Linked DNA regions of Mus musculus: all the other regions are linked to region 4. A link is a contact called in public Hi-C, HiChIP or PLAC-seq and promoter capture Hi-C data. All regions are on one chromosome and are shown on one strand. Each heading gives the region's core, a stretch centred on a gene start, on an enhancer-like site or on the middle of the called end of the contact. The rest is flanking DNA. Distances are from core to core; before and after follow the strand shown.

What was found. Promoter capture Hi-C pulls out the DNA fragments that hold promoters and counts their contacts. A called contact is a pair of places that touch in the nucleus more often than the background predicts. HiChIP or PLAC-seq counts read pairs in DNA pulled down with a chosen protein or histone mark.
Region 1: a contact with region 4 is called in a Hi-C map of B cells, with 8 read pairs. The contact joins the promoter of D030028A08Rik here to the promoter of Atp5g1 in region 4. A contact is called at or near these places in 7 of 39 promoter capture datasets (the HPC-7 cell line, hippocampal neurons, liver and 3 more), 1 of 484 Hi-C or Micro-C datasets (B cells) and 3 of 115 datasets of contacts at active chromatin or transcription factors (extraembryonic endoderm stem cells, forebrain and large pre-B cells).
Region 2: a Hi-C map of B cells shows a contact between it and region 4, with 7 read pairs. The contact joins the promoter of Cdk5rap3 here to the promoter of Atp5g1 in region 4. A contact is called at or near these places in 4 of 39 promoter capture datasets (hippocampal neurons, liver and stem cell-derived epiblast-like cells), 1 of 484 Hi-C or Micro-C datasets (B cells), 3 of 115 datasets of contacts at active chromatin or transcription factors (astrocytes, bone marrow-derived macrophages and stem cell-derived neural progenitor cells) and 1 of 9 other capture datasets (macrophages).
Region 3: an H3K4me3 HiChIP or PLAC-seq map of forebrain shows a contact between it and region 4, with 5 times the contacts expected there. The contact joins the enhancer-like site here to the promoter of Atp5g1 in region 4. A contact is called at or near these places in 6 of 39 promoter capture datasets (the 3T3-L1 cell line, HPC-7-derived erythroid cells, embryonic stem cells and 3 more), 7 of 115 datasets of contacts at active chromatin or transcription factors (T-cell acute lymphoblastic leukemia, astrocytes, bone marrow-derived macrophages and 4 more) and 1 of 9 other capture datasets (adipose tissue).
Region 5: a contact with region 4 is called in a promoter capture Hi-C map of pre-B cells, with 2.7 times the contacts expected there. The contact joins the promoter of Mrpl10 here to the promoter of Atp5g1 in region 4. A contact is called at or near these places in 6 of 39 promoter capture datasets (the 3T3-L1 cell line, hippocampal neurons, liver and 2 more), 2 of 484 Hi-C or Micro-C datasets (B cells and muscle stem cells) and 4 of 115 datasets of contacts at active chromatin or transcription factors (Th17 cells, bone marrow-derived macrophages, large pre-B cells and 1 more).
Region 6: a promoter capture Hi-C map of liver shows a contact between it and region 4, with 2.5 times the contacts expected there. The contact joins the promoter of Kat7 here to the promoter of Atp5g1 in region 4. A contact is called at or near these places in 5 of 39 promoter capture datasets (hippocampal neurons, liver, neutrophils and 1 more), 5 of 484 Hi-C or Micro-C datasets (CD4 T cells, the G1E-ER4 cell line, embryonic stem cells and 2 more), 4 of 115 datasets of contacts at active chromatin or transcription factors (effector CD8 T cells, embryonic stem cells, memory CD8 T cells and 1 more) and 1 of 9 other capture datasets (liver).

Annotation. Positions count from the first base shown.
Region 1 is chr11:96,942,856-96,945,898 of GRCm38.p6, forward strand. It overlaps D030028A08Rik (RIKEN cDNA D030028A08 gene), which reads left to right and starts at 1,291. Exons shown (of 6, transcript NR_003293.3): 1 at 1,291-1,359; 2 at 1,990-2,238. Pnpo (pyridoxine 5'-phosphate oxidase) reads right to left here and starts at 1,164. Exons shown (of 7, transcript NM_134021.2): 1 at 876-1,164. The coding sequence starts at 1,013.
Region 2 is chr11:96,914,805-96,917,844 of GRCm38.p6, forward strand. Cdk5rap3 (CDK5 regulatory subunit associated protein 3) reads right to left here and starts at 1,710. Exons shown (of 14, transcript NM_030248.2): 1 at 1,580-1,710; 2 at 1,347-1,392. The coding sequence starts at 1,585.
Region 3 is chr11:96,874,607-96,877,348 of GRCm38.p6, forward strand. Gm11523 (a long non-coding RNA gene) reads right to left here. Exons shown (of 4, transcript XR_880183.2): 2 at 1-1,459. Among named protein-coding and RNA genes, the nearest start is that of Gm11523, 4.6 kb to the right of the region's middle. Within about 2 kb of position 1,330, at least 147 of the 459 cell types and tissues checked have an H3K27ac peak or open chromatin away from gene starts, as enhancers often do. A contact at or near this core is called in T-cell acute lymphoblastic leukemia, astrocytes, embryonic forebrain and 2 more, where this site is marked.
Region 4 is chr11:96,074,378-96,077,459 of GRCm38.p6, forward strand. It overlaps Atp5g1 (ATP synthase, H+ transporting, mitochondrial F0 complex, subunit C1 (subunit 9)), which reads right to left and starts at 1,254. Exons shown (of 5, transcript NM_001161419.1): 1 at 1,180-1,254; 2 at 610-656. The coding sequence starts at 648.
Region 5 is chr11:97,039,994-97,042,867 of GRCm38.p6, forward strand. It overlaps Mrpl10 (mitochondrial ribosomal protein L10), which reads left to right and starts at 1,589. Exons shown (of 5, transcript NM_026154.3): 1 at 1,589-1,659. The coding sequence starts at 1,608. Lrrc46 (leucine rich repeat containing 46) reads right to left here and starts at 1,376. Exons shown (of 8, transcript NM_027026.2): 1 at 1,090-1,376; 2 at 874-979. The coding sequence starts at 1,111.
Region 6 is chr11:95,308,742-95,311,591 of GRCm38.p6, forward strand. It overlaps Kat7 (K(lysine) acetyltransferase 7), which reads right to left and starts at 1,505. Exons shown (of 15, transcript NM_001195003.1): 1 at 1,294-1,505. The coding sequence starts at 1,308. Gm11520 (predicted gene 11520) reads left to right here and starts at 1,675. Exons shown (of 3, transcript NR_155298.1): 1 at 1,675-1,712.

The sequences.
Region 1 (3,043 bases), core at 41-2,540, 870 kb after region 4:
ACATCTCAGTCAAGCACTCCTGCAGATGTTCACGGATAAGCACACTTGGCCACTGTAGCTCTGGATCCCAATCCCAGAACTGATCTCTTGGTCCCTGACCTGAGTGGGGAGAAGATCATGATGAGGGAGGTTAAAACGAAGAGCTTCCAGGTTAGCCTTGAACTCACTGTGTAGCCGGACCCTGAACTCTGGATCCACTGTGCCTAGTTCATTTGGTGCCAAAGGTGGAACCCAGAACCCTCATACACACCAGGCAAGACTCCACAACACTCAGCTACAAGCCCAGCTTCCGCTCCTTTATAAATTTATATCACGTTTATGACTGTTTTAAGCATTTTACAAATGCCTAAATATAGACTGGTAAAGACATCTACCACGAAACCTGACAACCTGAGTTCATTCCTGGTGACCTACGACATGGTGGGAAAAAAAAAAAAACAAAAACAAAAACCAAAAAACTCCTGAAAGTTGTCGCCTGTCATACATGTATAAACACATGTACACTCTAAATGTATAAAAATGTAAAAAATGAGAAAACCCCCAAACCCACAGCATCCTTGTGAAGTAGGTATCACCACTTTACAGGTGGATAAACTGAGGCCCAAAGAGCATAAATTGTCCACAGCGAGACAGTCAGAAAAGGGCTGGGTTCCAACACAGGTGGGTTCTGATGTCAAGGGGTCTATGAGTACACGTTAATCCACGGTTCCCCTGAGGCCCTCCCCAGTAGCTGTCTCTGAAACCCTCTTCTCCCATCAGGGTGACCCCTAAATCCCGTTGCCTTGTAAGTGGCCCCTGAAAGCACAAGGCGCTCCTCCAACCCTTTGCTAATTTAGGGACACCCCCTTTCCGTGTCCCGGCGGCAGCGGCAGCACCTCTCGATCCCCGCGGTAACTCTTGCGCATTGGTCCCAGGTCCATGACTGCACCCCGACAGCACAGGTGACGGAGGTAGCCCGTCCACTTCGCAGGTCTCCTGAACGTCACAGTGACGCTCAGCAGCCCGCACGTCATGTAAGCAGTCGGCCACGTGACCCAGCGTCGCCTGGCCCTGGGTTCGGAACCAATTGCTCAGCCTGTGTGTCTAGCCTGGGAAGGAAGAATTTACTAGAGCCCCAGACAAGCTAGTAAGTCCTAAGTTCTCGGAACCAAGGTGCCTAGGATCAACCAATAGCTGTCCAGGACCAGAGCAGGGATCCATACCTGGAGAGCTTATTGGTTTGAGTTACCTGGAGCGAGACCAATTAGAGCGGGAATGAAGGAACCCAGCAGCCAATGGGCAGCGCCTCCAGGGGCGGGAGCAGAGAGACAAGGAAATGCTGTCACCGCCGTTTAAGAAGCACGTGGAGGTTTGTTAAAGGTATAGGGACAGCAGCCAAGGCGAGGGCGGGGCGAAGTCTCGGGGCTGGAGAGGAGAGGTCCGCAGTAAGTGGCCGGCCAGTGGCGGGCTACTGAAGAAGAACGTAGGGCAGGGATCCCCTCCTGGCGCAGCGGAGGTTGGAAGACTGGGCAAGAAAACATGGTTTGGGGGCCGGACTCGGAAGCAAAGGTGTTAGGGACACAGGGAGAGACTGAGGGAGAAGATTGTGGCTTGAGAGTAAGGAGAGACTGAAACTGCCTTGTAAACCGCAGGGCAGGTGCTGAGGGTCGTGGTGGTGGGCTGATACTCTGGGGACTGGGGAAGCACTCTGGGGTCAGGAAGGAGACTCTGAGGCGAGAAGGGAGTCAGCTGAATAGAAAGAAGACAGAAATTGGAATCAGGCTACCCCAGAGCAGAATGGTCTTCCCTTCTAACTTGTAACCCTTTCCTAAGGGTTGGGCTGGGCTCAGGGCATCCTATACCCAATGCAGTGGAGTTACTACTAGCCACTGCTCTAACAGATGGAAGGGCTGTCCCTTTCCTAAACCTCTTTCAACTTGGTTATTTCCTCCTTTTCATATTTCTTCTTGTTGTTGTTGCTGTTTTTATTTCTTTGTTGTTCCTTTCTAGGTAGTGGGAGGCATAGTTTTTGGCAATAGCCAGCCAAGGATACAGGGAACAGGTGCGGCGCCTGCACGCTGACTTCACGTGGTGGATGTCTGGCTGAGAGAGAAGTAGGAAATCCTCACAACGCTTCTTCCAGCTTTGATCTGCCTGGGGCAGCCCGTGGTGGAAGATGACTCTGTAGCCCTGGTGTCTACCAGTATCCGGAGTGGGAGCCCCAAGAGCCATGTAGACAGGCACCCAGCACTGTGCCAGGTAAGAGACCTTCTTGGCCTGCCTTGGTGTCTGCAGTGGGAACTCATTATCCTCTGTCTACAGCTTGAGCCAGCGCAATCTGCTGCACAGAAGCAAGAGGAAGGAAGCTTGCTGAGAAAAGTGGTGCATGCCTGCCGGTTGTCTCAGCACTTAGACTAAGGCCAGCCTTGGCTACATAGTAAACGTGAGGCTAGCCTAGAATTTTTGGTGCATTGTCGTTTTCTCCCATGAGCAGGATGGGGAGAGTCGTCTGGCTCTTGCAGTGGACTGTAGTAGTTAGTCATCAGCATCCCTTATAAGGTCCACTCTCTTTTTCTATTCCCGGGGCTGCTCTTTCTTTGGAGCAAGAGCTTCCTAGGTACTGAGACTTCCAAGACAGGATCATGAGCTGGGTGTGGCGCCACACAGCTGGGACTCCAGCCCTTGGGAGGCAGAGGGAAAGGATCATGGGATTAATACCAGCTGCACAGCCTTAAAAAGGAAAAACAAACAAACAAACAAAAAAACGAAAAACCAACCAACCAACCAAAACAAAACAAAACAAAAAAACCTCCAAAACCAAAAAACAAAACCACACAACAACCATGAGATGTGTATTTATATAGCCTATCCATTCAATAAACATTTACCAGAGACTGCCTTTAGGCTAGGCATTGAGCCAGGTCTTACAGTACCAAAGTGAAGGCCATAGCATGATTCCTGGCCACACTGGCAGGTCTGTGAGCCAGAGAGAGTCGCAGGTGGTTAGCATGGTCCTGTTAGGCAAAGGAAAACTGAACCGAAGGGGGCCAATCAGTGCAGAAAG
Region 2 (3,040 bases), core at 460-2,959, 840 kb after region 4:
CACAGGGGTCCTGATGCTGACCTCAGGTCATCAGACTTGCCGGTAAGAACATTTACCTACTGAGCCATCCTGCTGGCTCTCAGTTCCTTTCCATCTCTCTGTACCTCAGTTTCCCCACACATCAGATGAGGCCCTATGCACCGAGCCTTGTGCCTCGCAGTGGCTCACAAAACCTTAGTGATTTCATCTTAACAAAGACAAGTATAAAATAGCAGCGGGGATGGAACAAATGCTCCATGGTGAGCGGTGTCCTACTGGTTCTTCTCAGGACTCGAGGACAAACTGGCACACCCAGGTAGATGCAGCGGGTGCCCATACACTATGAATACATGGTGGCCCGTGCCTGGCAGGCACTTGGGAGGACTCACCAGTGTCCATCAAAGGACTGAATACTCCCTCTCCTTTAAAACAAATCTTTCAACCGCTTAATTTCTCTCAAGCAACAACAGTATCAGAAATTCTGACTCTGAGTTCTTCTCAAGTTGTCAGAAAGGAAAACAGCAGACACCAGAATTCCTCCAGGGGCTGAGGTCGGCAAACACCCTCTTAAGGACGTGTTACCAGTGGACTGGCGTATCTGGTGAACACAAGGGCCAGGGGCTGTACACACCCCCAGAAGTGACAGAATGAGGGATGTAAGCCAGATGCAGAGACTGCCTGGTCACTAAAAGGTCTTCTTGTCTCTCTGTCATTTTCTTTTGAAATAGTGTCTCTCCATGTAGTCCTGGCTGCCCTGGTGCTTGCTATGTGGCCAAGGCCTGCCTCTGCCTTCTGAGTGCTAAGACTAAAGGTTTTTTGGGGGGGTGGGGGTGGGGGGCGGGGAGTACTAGGCTGGTACTTGCTATGCAAGCCAGGCTGTCTGAGAACTGCCACCAATCCTCCTGCCTCGGCCTCCCAAGTATTATGGTTACCAGTGTGAACCACCATGGTTGGCATAAAAGGTCTGTATGTGAGTCTTAGGGCCCTCTTCTCCCTAAATCCAAGGAGAGAAACTTTTTAAATAGATGGGAGAGGATTACCCACCCCAAATAATGCAAAATGCATGAAGACAGAACCAAACAGACTTAGGTTTCAAATGGATCAGCCATTTGCTTAACTGTCCATCTTTAACACTATCCATTTGTCCTGTGTGCCTGAATACGATTTGATACTACGTGAGAAACGTTAAAAGTAGAAAACACGGAGCCAGTACAGACTTTCCATGCTTCCTTCCTTGCAGAGCAAACAGTTCGCTGGAGTAAAGCACCTCAGCTGGGACTTTCACAGCTCCTGGCTGCTGGTTGGTGACAGGGGGCAACTAGCAGACCTCCCCCGAGAGCCGACCGCGCGGGGGCGCCCTCTCCTACCGAGCAGCTTGCTGGTCTGGATGTCGATGGGCACGTGCTGATGGTCCTGGTGGGAAATACGACCGGGAGGGAGGGCGTGAACGCGGGAAGGCGATGCGCCTCGCGCGCGCTCATTCCACGAGTCCAACCGCCACCCTGCAGGGGCAGAGCACCCGACAGAGGACGGGAGGACTTGAGGAGGCAGGACAGGAATCCCAGAGAAGACCCAGTTTCTCCAGCCCTGGTCCCCACACCTGCATCCTTTCTCCACTTCCGCTTCCGGCCAAAGACCCCGGCCCAGCCTAGCACCAATCCTGAGCGGCTGTGCTTGAGCCTCAGTTCCGAAACAAACCGGCCTCCTTCAGCCACGTCGCCGTCTTCAGCGGAGCCAATCCAAGACCACGCTCCGCCCCTCTGCTGAAAGCCCCGCCCATCACGATGTTCTGATTGGTTGAGTACCGGAGGGGCGGGAGAATAGCTGACAGCCAATGGAAGGCGAGAGGCGGGCTCCGGCCGGGTGATCTCCAGGAAGGGATGTTACACTTGCACGATGGCGGTAGGGGGCACCCAAGAGCCGTTTTAGGCTGCTTTTTCATCAGCCTGGCGCGGAGCCCCCAGCTAGAGAACGAACACATGCGCGGAACAGGTCCTAGCACCTTCCCGATGGCGTTTCGAAAGTAGTTAAAAAAAATACTTTCTTCCCACCATTTTCTCCCTTTACCACATATAGAAGGTCACAGGTCTCTTGAGGCTCTCGTCACATTTTGTCCTCCCATTTATGATAAATACGATTTTTGAGCACCCGATTCTTGTTGGACGACTGGGACAGGGAAGGGAGAGGAAGCAACACTCATTGAATAGTAAACAAAAAGTTGCGTGGTGGCACACGCCTTTAATCCCAGCAGGGAGGCAGAGGCAGGCGGATTTCTGAGTTCGAGGCCAGCCTGATCTACAAAGTGAGTTCCAGGACAGCCAGGGCTATACAGAGAAACCCTGTCTCGAAAAGCCAAAAAAAAAAAAAAAAAAAAAAAAAAAAGTTGCAGAAGGAAGGATGATGGCGGGTGTTCCTGGTGGAGTGGAAAGGCTGTTTCTGATGGAAGAGACTGCACAAACTTTAAAACTACAGCTGCAAGAGTGGTTCAGGGAAAGACAAGCAGGGGAGACCGGCAAAATATACGTGGTCCAAGACAAAGTGAAGTGCAAGGTCCCTTGTTTCACGAGGGATCTCAAGAGGACACTACACAGGTCTCCCACCTATAGCTGACCTCAGACCCACCTCTATACAGTAAAAGGTTTAAGGCAGTGACCCGGGAGGAGGCTGTAAAAATATAAGGATCGTAACAAAGAGTCCCTCATTAAGGAACTTGGACTTCACACTGCAGACAGAGAGGAACCACTGAAGGGTTTGGTACAAGGAAGGACATAACACATATTGGTTAGGAGGATGGGCTAATGGGCAATAAGGCTGTGTCCAGAGCAACTAGGAGGCTGTAAGGGAGAGGTTGGGCCTCACCTAGGTCAGAAGCTGTAGGGAGGAGATAAGCAGAATTTAGGAGGAAAACAGACAGGCGTTGGCAATAGATTGGCCAAATGGGTGAGGAGGGAGGACTCAAACATGACACTCAAGCTGGGCAGTGGCGGCACACGCCTTCAATCCCAGCGCTTGGGAGACAGAGGCAGGCAGATTTCTGGGTTCAAATTCAGCCTGGTCTACA
Region 3 (2,742 bases), core at 80-2,579, 800 kb after region 4:
TTTACCCCCCACCCATCCATGTCTCCTGAAACTTTTTTACCCCATGTCTCCTGAAACCAGGAATGTTTGAAAAGAAGAGTTATGTCTGAGGTCTTGCAGCTAAACCTCAGAGTCTCAAGGAGAGGACCGTCCTTCCCAATAGAAAGACTTCTAGGCACCTCAAATCCCTAAACATTGTTGGTCCTTATCCCTATCAAGCTTGGAATGGTTTGGGGGGGGCAGTACGTGCAAAAGAACCAGCTGGGGGTATATCAGAGACCACTGGTAAAGAAGGCAAGCTCAGCCTGGGAGTACTAACGTCATAGTGTGGGGGATTATGGGTAAATGGTCTTAAGAACCATGGGCCAAGTCTGTAAGCTTTGAGTGGACTTCTCCTTCCTCCTCTTAGACTGTTGGTTTTTTTGGGGGGAGGGTGTGGGGTACTGGGAGGGCAGTGTTTGACTTTATAGTTCAGGTTGGCCTTGAACTTGTCTGGACCTCCAAAGTTCTCAGCTTAAATACCAAGCCACCGTGCTGACCTTCTCCTTAGTGTGAAATACCACAAGGGCACAGCCAGACCTGGTTCTCTAAATGACCCAGAAACCATGTGTTTTGCCCCCACCCCTCACCCCCATTTCCAACACCTTCAAAAGCAAAATGACAGAGGCCTGCCTGTCTGCCTGTCTGCCTGTCTAGAGGAGCAGTTCTTAACCTTCTTCCTAAAGCTGCAATGTTGTGATGATCTCTCAGCCATAAAATTATTTTTGCTGCTACTTCATAACTGTACTTTTGCTACTGCTATGAATTGTAATGTAAATATTTGATATGCAGAATACCTAATATTGGACCCCAGTGAATGGCTTGTTAGACCCCCAAAAGTGTCGGGACCTACAGGATGAGAACCTCTGGCCTAAAGGTAAACTATGACAGCCTGTCTTACTGCGCCCCAGGGACCTTAGGGAACCTGCCTCTGCAAAACCCAGAAAGTGGAACCTTCAGGGACAGTGTTGGAAGCTGGGCCCTGGAGACCCAGTTGTACCTAAGATAGCTAGGGGAGTGGCGATGCAGACCGATTTCCACACTAGAGCCAGTCATTCCTAAACAGAGAAGTGAGCGCAGGACACTTCTGAGCTCTCTGTTTGCTCGAACACTTGCTGGGATGCAGCCGCAACGCTTAATGAGTTCCTAAGACGTTGGTGCGGGGGTGGGGGGTTAAGGGATAGTGGGCTGGGCAGAGGAGGGGAGGGGGAGGGGAACTGATTAGAATCCCGGCCGTATGGCGAACGCTGCAGAGATGGAGGTAATCACTGAGCGGGCGAGACAGCGTGCTCCGCGACAGCAGGCGGCCCGGCCGTCGCCATGGCAACCGCGGCCTCCGGGGCGCGAGACTCAGCGCAACTCCGCGTCCGCGGTGGAACATCTGCTTTGCGCCCGGCTGCTGGGAGCTGGGGGGAGCGCGGGCTCGGTGGCTCCCCCCACCCTGCGAAAAAGAAACAAATTAGGCCAACTGTCCAATGAGGGGCCGCAAATGTATTTATTAATGCGAGGGAAAGGTTGTTCCGGAGCGCAGTTTGATTAATGTTTGAGTCTTCAGCTTGTCAGTCTGGTTTTGTCTCCTGCAAAGGGGGGTTGGGGGGGGGGTGTTAGGGAGCTGGGGGGGGTTGGGGGCTGGTAGGGGAGTGGGGAGGAGAGAGACAACAAAGCAGGAGGGGATGTTAATAGCCAAATAGGCTCTTTTTCATGTTTCCCTCCGCCTGCCACTCTTGATGGATGGCTCAGACAGACTCTGGAGAGCATTAGGGAGTCGGGAGCCCCTTCAGAGCGATGGGAGAATGGAGGAGACAGGCCTGCAGAAGCCAGGCTGGGGGTCTTTGGGGAGGGAACTCTTGGAGGGTTGCAAGGGAATGACCCCAGGAAGGGGCAACTCCTGTGGAAATCATAGGAAACCCCCACTGACTGTCTCCCTCAGCTCTGCATTGTCCTCTGAGCCTTGGAGACAGGCACTAGGGTCGGAGGGTGCTGGTACATGTACCTCTGAACCCCCGGCAGGCTGGAGAAGCTTTCAGCCTGCCTGCTCAGGGTCGGGAAGAAGAGATGGTTCATACCCTTTCCCTTGAAATTTACATCTCTTTCCTGCTCCTGTCTGTCCAGTCAATCCCTCTGTGGCATTCCCATCCTTGATGCTGGTTCCTCCTGCCTCCTTTCTCTTTGTCTCTGCTATTATTTTTCCCACCTCCTCCATCCCAGCTGGGTGACATCAGCTGCCTGTGTGGGGCCTGCCTTGCAGAGGTGCTATCCGTGGAGCCTGAAGCCTCGCGATGCTTTTCTTCTGAAGTCAGGGAGAGACGCTGGGTCTCCCCACTGGAACTGGAACTTGACCGATTCTTCAGAGCATGCTACCGACCCTCTTCTCCTTTCCCTTCAGTCTTAGCCTCAGCTCTGGCCAGCTCGAGATTACAGACGTCTGGACAGGCAGGTGACTGAGAAACCCAGGAGAATCTCCAATACTCAGGCTGCCCTTTTTTCACACCCCATGTCCCCAAAGAAATAAAGTGGAGAGAAAAAGGAGCTCTTTAAAGCCAAACACGAGCACTAACATGACTTTGCAGCTCATTTTTTTCCTGCTTGCTCAAGAAAGGATTGCATGCATGCAATACAACACACAAGTGTGAAGTTATTAAACACTCAAAAGCTTAAGCAGACCAAAGCCTCGCTTCCTGTGTGTGTTTTACATTGGTTATCATCAGCACCACCGTGGCTGTT
Region 4 (3,082 bases), core at 4-2,503:
ACATCCAGTCAGTTGTTGAGGTAACAAAAGGCAATCAAGGGGAGAGATTTACTAAGATGCATTCACAGCAACATATATCCTTCAGGCAGCGGGCCAGGAAGCCTGGTTTGACTCCCAGAACAGCCATCTTAGGAAAGCTCCCAGTGACACGGATTGCTTGACACATTATTCAGTACAATGACTCTCAGGCTTGGCAGAACATTGGCATCACCTGGGGCATTCTACCAAAATTGCTTAGGGGTTCCACCTTCATTCTCAGTCTGATGCAATTGGTCTGAGGAGCAGTCTGGGCAGTAGAAGCATTAGGCTTTCCAGATGAACTGAACACGCAGCCGAGGTTGAGAAAAACTGTTTTCCGGCTGTCTGGCTACAGCCAACCCAGGACTGTAATAAAAGGTCAGCTCTAGCTTATCTGAGGACGCTCAGAAAGCCACGACGGCTTGGTTTACAGGCCTGAATAAACATAGGTTACCTGCAACAGCTCCTATACCCTCCGCCAATAGCCATCATCATCATCACGGAACGCCAGCCCCTCTTAGTCCATTCATTAAACATGATTGCTCCCATACCATACCCGGCACTATAGGGAAACCCGGAGCTTCCGCTTACCAGAGCTGGAGAAATGAGCAGTGCCTTGGTGGTCTGCATTTTTCAATCTGCAAGAAGGGGGAGAAAAGAAAAAAAAAAAAAACCGTAATTCCTATGAAAGCCCGGGTGTCTGCTTATACTGGCAACCTCCTGTTGTCCCCATCCACCTCCAATCGTTCCCCCCAACCCTCTTCCTATACCCCAGCTAAGGAGGGCATTAGAGGTCAGAAGGACAGAGCAGATTCCGGGGTCAACCACTCTCTGCGCAGCGGGTCTGCAGAAGGACAGCAACCGAGATCGGAAATAAAAGGAGGTGGCTCAGGCCCCAAGAGGGAAATGTTGCGAAAAGGAATGGTCTCCCGGGAAGACCGGAGGCAGAAACTGGCAGACGTCGTGCAGGATCCTGCCCAAGTTACACTGCTGTCCCCTACTCTCCCCAGCGGCCGTTTATCGCTCATTACCGTTGGTAATTAACATTAATTGATAAGGCTTAAAGACTCTAGTCCTCCTTCCCTATCCCTGGAGGCAAATGGTGCTCCACGTGGCACAACCCACGGCCTTGCGGACCCCTGTCTCCCAGCCCCAAGTCACCTGCACTCCCACTCCCCTGCAGCCCCTGCTCGGCCCACAGCACACTCCCTGCTCAAGGTGACTGACTCACCTCCCAGCTTTAGCCCTTGGTCTGAGCGCTCAGCTCCCCCACCCACGTGTTCGGAGTCCCTTCACTCCCATTGGTCGTTATCTCTCCACGTTCCAATTGGCTGGCGTCATCAACTCCATCCTTCTTATTGGTCTTCTTCAGCTTCTTCCTCTCTCTCCACAGGAGCTTCGTGGCAATTCCCGCCTCCTTGCGGATAAAGGCGGGTTCTTTTTCCGAGTTCGGGGTTACGATTGGTCGAATCCCGAAATGCTTGACCATAGAGTCGACGAGACTCAGAGGTTCTACAACCTTCAACACAAAATGGCGACCAAGGTGCAAGCGGAAGAAAAAAGCGTGGGAGTGACAACCGGCCGCTTGACGCAAGCTGACACGTGATAAGGGCTCCAGGCCTTCATTCGGCCGCTTGGACCTTGGGGCGCATTGCATGTTGGGCCTTGTAGTCCTGTCCAAGGACTCAAGGACCACCGACATCCCGCGAGATGTTGCTTCCTGGCAAGGAGAGCCGACGCCTTTACAGTACCTTCCACCATCGTGATTTGTAAAAACCCCCATTTTCGTCCAAGTATTAAGGCAGGCTGGAAAACTTCTAAGTAGTGAGCGTGCTCTTGTGGGTCTGTCAGTAGTCAGTCAACATGGACTCACAAGTTGAATGGTGGAAAAAAAAAACTCAACAAAATACAATTAAAACCAGGCTTGCTATTTCGTACCCGAAATTTTAGCACTTGGCAGGTGCTTAGGAGACAGGAAAGTCAGGAGTTCAAGGCCAGACTAAGCTTCTTGAGTTTAGGTAAAAAAAACAAGGTAGGGCTAGACAATTGTATTGGGAGTGGGGAGAACTCTAAAACGAAAATAATAATTGGTAGGATGAAGCGTGCAAAGAATTCAGGTGGTGCATGCTTGTAATTTCAGACATCGGAAGGCTAAGGCAGGAAGACGGAGCACTTGCTCCAGGCCAGTCTGGAGTAAGTAGCAAAACCTGGCTTAAAACGACAAAACAATGCCGGCCAGTGGTGGCGCACACCTTTAATCCCAGCACTTGGGAGGCAGATGCAGGCAGATTTCTGAGTTCGAGACCAGCCTGGTCTACAAAGTGAGTTCCAGGACAGCCAGGGCTATATAGAGGAAACCCTGTCTCAAAAAACCAGCAACAACAAAGAAACAAACAAAACCACATGTGTATGCACACAAGCACAAAGGGTAGGGACAGAAAAACAGGACTGCAGTAACCATTCACTAGTGAATTAGAAAACCTTCCTGGAAAGCAGTTTGGCAATACTTTTTATTTGAAATGCTATGAATGAGCCATCCTCTTTGACCCAGTAATTCTTGAGTAACTGAGGACCTTTAAATGCTCCACCCTCCTTGAGTCAGTATTAACACTTCTAGGAACCTGCACTAAATAAATAATGTCCTGCAAAGGTTCTGATAAAAACAGAATGAATGCCGGGCAGTGGTGGCACACGCCTGTAGTCCCAGCACTTGGGAGGCAGAGGTAGGTGGATTTCTGAGTTCAAGGCCAGGCTGGTCTACAAAGTGAATTCCAGGACAGCCAGGGGCTACACAGAGAAACCCTGTCTCAAAAAACAAAACACAAACAAACAAAAAGAATGAACATTAAAGACCTGTGTCGTTGCTTCTGCTTTTTTGAGACAGGGTCCCTCTTTGAAGCCCTGACTGTCCTGGAACTCAAAGAGATCTCCCAGTCTCCCAATTGTTAGGGTTAAAGGTGTTTGCCACCATGCTCTGTGCAGAGCTTACTAAATGAGAAAACTAAATGTCACTCTGATAGTAAATGCTTAAATAAACAATATATATTTATATATAAACATAAAT
Region 5 (2,874 bases), core at 339-2,838, 970 kb after region 4:
GGGATCTAGTGCCCTCTTCTGACATGGAGGCTGGAATGAATTGTACACATAATAAAAAAAAAGAATGTTAAAAAAAAAAAAAGAAGCCGGGCATGGTGGTGCATGCCTTTAATCCCAGCACTCGGGAGGCAGAGGCAGGCGGATTTCTGAGTTCGAGGCCAGCCTGGTCTACAAAGTGAGTTCCAGGACAGCCAGGGATACACAGAGAAACCCTGTCTCGGAAAAAAAACAAAAACAAAAAACAACCAAAGAAAAAAAAAAGAAAGAAAAGAAAGAAAAGAAAAAAAGAACATGGTATGAGGAATTGCACACTTGCAGAATGTAGCTGTAAATAAGGTTGGTTAATGCTATTTGGATTTTACTCTGGCTGTAGTAGGTTGTTGAGGAAGTTTCTACCAGGGAGTAATTAGATTTATCATTTATAACAATCAATGGTGTAACAGCAGTATGGGAAGGCCAGACTGGGAACTGGGCGGAGAATTTTGAAGTTTGCTAAGAGGTGAGGTAGTGACCTCCAAGGCAGCTGAGGATGTATGAAAAAAATCGTCTTCAAGAAGTAAAAACCGCTGGGTGGTGGTGGCGCACGCCTTTAATCCCAGCACTTGTGAGGCATTGGCAGGTGGATTACTGATTTCCAGGACAGCCTGGTCTACAGAGTGAGTTCCAGGACAGCCAGGGCTACACAGAGAAACCCTGTCCCGAAAAAAACAAAACAAAACAAAACAAAAAAAAAAGTAAAAAAACCAACCGGAAAGTAATACTGATTAGTAAGTGGAGTAAGTAAGGAGAGAAAGTTTCAAAGTCAGTACAGCTCAGCAACCTGGACGTCACTGTTCCCGCCTTCTATCACCCCTTTCTCTCCTGTCCACTCACATCTTTTCTGACAGGTCTTCATCTCCAGGGAAGGTCAGGTTCCGCTTGGTGATAAGGGCTTCAGTAATGTGGACACCTTCCTCGGTTCTCTGGGCAGCTTTCTTAGCTGGGGAAAGATGAGCCTTTTGTCGCCTTGGGTTCATTTTTTTTTTTTTTTTTTTTTTTTTTTGGAAACCCGACCGACCTCACTGTTGCCCAACTGTTCTGTCAACTCACCTTCCTGCTCGTCTCCTGGCATGATCTAAAATAAACAGCGGCTGCTTGAGGCAGGTAGATGGACGAAGGCGAGCAGAGAAGCTTAGACGGTTGGGCTGGTTGAACCCAGGTTGGAGGGAAGACTGAGGAGACAAGGGCAGGGGGTTCTGAGAATTATTGGGGGTGCGGTGGAAAATAGGAGTAAATGGGAACGAAGGATCTGGAGTTAGAGGTGTGTAGCGTGGCTTTACTGGCCTTAAACTGAAAGGACCAGAAGGAATAGAAAGAACCGTTCCTTGAGGTCTCGCGTCGTTGCTAGGAGACTGGACGCCAGGTCTGACGGAACGGGGGGAGGGGGGGAAGAGGAGAAAGAGGCCCAGCTCCACGCATGCGCATAGCGGCCCTATCAGGCGCCACGCCCACTATTTCCGGGCCCGGGTTTTTGTTTTTTTTTTTTTTTTTTTTTTTTTTTTACTGCTGCCCCACAATCCTTAGCTACTTCCGTCTCCGCGCAGCGCGCATGGGAACTTCCTGTAGCGATGGCTGCGGCGGTGGCCGGGATCCTCCGTGGAGGTCTCCCGCCCCGGGCGGGTAAGGAGTGGCCCAGGGCCTCCCTGCACGCAGGATGGCGCTCTCTAGCCCTCGCCACCCTCCTTTCCTTCTGACCTTTCCCGTAATCTCTGACCGTCGACAGCTCTAGGAGACCCTGCCACTAGCCGGATCTCTGATTTGACTGGGTCATTACCTGCCGGTGACATCCCTTCCACAGCCCCTCCCCCCAAGCCGGGAATCACAGGACCTCGCTTTGGATTTTTCTAACCCTTCGCTCAGTTCTTACTCCTGGTCCCGGAGAGTCCTTTCCAGAAAATTTATGTATTCCTTCTTAAGGTCTTAGCCCAAACACAGATTCAAGTCTTCTCTCAACTACCCTCTCTCCATAAAGAGCAGGTTCTTTGGTGAAATTTACTTTTATCAATTCAGTCTAGTTTTGTTTATGCACGTGTCTCGTCTGATCTGTTAAACTTCACTGTGTCCATCTCAGCTGTGGTGTCTGCTGTTAATAGGCATCAGGCATTTAATGGGTAAATTTGACACCATACTGTAGGATTGTACTCATTGCTTCAAAGCAAAGGCACCTTGGGAGGAAGGCATTATTTTTATTTTTTAAAGAAGTATTTACTTTCTGTAAGTGAGTACACTGTTGCTGTCTTCAGACACATCAGAAGAGGGCATCAAATCTCATTACAGATGGTTGTGAGCCACCATGCGGTTGCTGGGAATTGAACTCGGGACCTCTGGAAGAGCAGTCAGTGCTCTTAACCGCTGAGCCATCTCTCCAGCCCCATCTCATCCCAAAGGCACTCGTAACAGCTCTTGTGGCCCTTAACCATAAAACCTCTCACCCTGGCAATCCTCTATATTACCTGGAGTCTTCTAGCTGATCTTTTCCCTACAAAACGACGCTATTGGTCTTTATGTTAGGGTTGAAAGAGTCACGTTGGCTCAGAGCTTTGAAGAATGTCCTTGGGTGCAGAGGGGACCTTCCAAGCTTTTCCTATTATCATCATTTTGTGCTATTGGGCACAAAAAGGTCAGAAGGCAGCTTGCGTGCCTCTTTTTCTTTTCTCCATCATAGGGGGATTCCAAGGGTTGTGTTTAGGTTGTCAGAGTTGGTGGGAAGTGCATTTATTGCACTGGATTAGTCGTCTCGCAGGCCTTAGTTTTGCAGTTTGAGTCAGGGTCTCATTAGTGAGGCTGATCTTGAACTCGGATTTCAGGTATTCACCATCTGACCTGAAGAAAGAC
Region 6 (2,850 bases), core at 255-2,754, 770 kb before region 4:
TCATGTATAATAATAAATAAATCTTTGGGCCTGAGTGAGCAGAGGTCCTAAAAATTCAATTCCCAACAACCACATGAAGGCTCACAACCATCTGTACAGCTACAGTGTACTCACATACATAAAATACATAAATTAATCTTTTAAAAAAATACTACCTGTCAACTCTGGTCATTGCAAGAGACATTAATGTAAATATTTAACTTGGAAAGCTTCCATGAAGAGTGATCTCTGCAGAAATATGAATACCAACCGTCTATCCATCCAAATATTTCATTCAAAAATCTGACCACAAGTAAATAGAGGCACAGAATGTCACTAAAAGGCAAACTTTAGGGTCATCTCAGCCAAAGACCCTGACACCCGTCCATGACCTATCAATTCTGCCTGGCTTAACCCTGAAAATCAGCTCTTTACTTATTTCCCACGTTAACGGCTTTCTTACAGTGTATACAATTTCAAGCAGAGACTGTATGAACTATGGTTCTTTGTGTTCTTCTCTCAACAGCGATAACCCTTTAAGCCAGTGATCACGCATACTTTTCGAATTCCTAGCAACTAGCACGTAACACTGCTCTTTGCATTTTACGACTGAACATATGGGGCAAATGTCATACAGTTCAACAAACATTTACTGACCAGGAAATGTCAAACTGAACAAATAGGTGGAAGACGGTGACTGAGACGCAACAGGCCTGCGAGCTATCCCTTGGGGGTGGGCGCTGGCTTTCTAACCACCCATCCTCGGCTTTGTTGTAATCCCCCCACCAGGAAAGGAAAGTGGTCTTCCCAACTCGCCTTTACAACACCTATCGCCATCTCTATCCGGAAGGGCGGGGCGTTGGTCGCCCCAATCCAGGCCTTGCTAAGCCGCACCCGCCACAAGAACAGACTGCAAAGCTGGGCCAATAAAGAGAAGGGAGAGCATTCGCCACAGCCAGTCGGAGAGCACCGGGGCCAGACCGAGACACCGCCCACGCACGCGGGGAGGTGACCGTTGGGCCCAAACAGGCGGCGTCACCATCCAATCAATACGCTTCTAGACATTTCCGCGACCAATTAACAAGAACGCCTCCGATCCGGGCAAGCAGAGGGCGGGAATAGTTACAGGCATAGGCCGAGGCCAGGGTCGGGCCCACATTTTTCTGTCTGGTACCGAGAGGAGACAGAGTAGCTAGGCTAGGTTCGGGGGACCAGAAAGTTGGAACCCAAGCACGACGAGGCGTGGCCAACCGCGTCACGTTACTCAATCGACTCCCCTTAGAAACCCGCCATCCCTTCTCTGCCATTTCTCACCTTCCTTCGCGGCATTGCCGGCGGCTGCAGCCCGACGGTTCCGATTCGGGCGGCGGCAGCACCAGCAGGAACGGGGGCTCCGGCGGGCTCCGTGGCGGCCTCTGTAGCTGTCCCAAACCCTGCGGACGATCCCAAGTGCCTCCTACCTCTCAGCGTCTAGAGCCTTCTGCGCAAGCGCCGCGGGCTGGAAGCGCCTATTCCTTAACTTCCGGCTGAGGCTTGCGTCACCTGACCTTTAGGCCAGTGAGGATCATGGGAAGCTCGAAACTCTTAGTGAGGCCAGTCAGCGCCATTTTGGAATTGGGCAGGAGACGGCACCAGTGGTGAAACCTTCGGCTAGACCTTTTTAGTTAGGTAGGCGGCATTCGTGTGGGATTAGGTAGCCATGATTGTTTGGGGCAGAAGTCTGGCAGTTGAAGGTAACCGTTTTCATCTTTACATTGGGCAAACTCTTCCTTCCTCGTCGTTTTAATTTGTGGCGTGGAGGGAGGAAAACCCCAGAATCCATCAGGTTGTCGATCTTTAACTCTTTCATTTCCTAGTCGGCCGAAGGACGTTTCCGTTCATTCTGTAAACTCCGAACTGGCAAGAGATATTTTGCCCAAGGAACTGCTGTAAGAGCTATTCCGTGTTCCGGAGTGGTGTGAATGGGGCTTGAATAAAGGATTGACAGGGTCGTTGTCGGTCTTGAAGTGGGGTAGAGTGTTCTCTTTATGCCTTGTCCTTGCGTTAAGAGAACAAGAAGTAAGTTATGAGATGATGCAGAGCCATTCTCAGGATGCCGGAGCGCCAAAGAATTTCCAGTTTATCTCTGTTGTGAAACGCCCCCGGCTTATCAGTGCTCTGCTTTGGTTTGAGATCTTTGGGTGGCCCGGAGAGGGGCGGAGGACGTGGTTTGAATGTGAGGGTGCTGTACCAAAAGTCGGAGAAGTGTTGAACCTCATTCAGCCCGTGTGACCTCTGTAGCACAAATGCAAGAGCCAAGAACTGAGTGGAGAGAGAAATAGTATTTTGAAAGACACTAGAAAGGGAGTGGGTATTCAAGTAATAATAAAAGGCCATAAGAAGAAGAAATTAAGACTAGAAGAAAGAGCTATACGAAAAGTCTGGAACCAGGTGGGGGGGTGGGGGTGGGGGTGCATGCTTTTTGAAGCAGGCAGATCCAAATCATGAGCTTACGGCCAGCCTGGTCTACATGGCCAGTTCCAGGCTAGATCCTGTCTCGAAAAAGAAAAGTCTGGAAAGTGGTTTGTAGGCCTTGAAGTTTTAGCCTCAGAGGACTTGAAAGAACCAAGGTGAACCAAGAGTGACTTGCTGGAATCAAAGCAACCTCAGTAATTACCAAGATAGAATTCTGGTTCCAGATTTGTGTGTGTGTGTGTGTGTGAGCTGAGCACGCACTCATGACCAGGTGAGTGCTCAGAGGACAACTTTGGGGAATAGATTCCTAACTTCCACCTTTGTGGTGTCTCTGGGATCAAACTCGGGTCATCCAGCTTGCTGAAAGAGCAAGTGCTTTTATCCCCTGAACCCCCACAGGCCCCTATCAGAATTTCC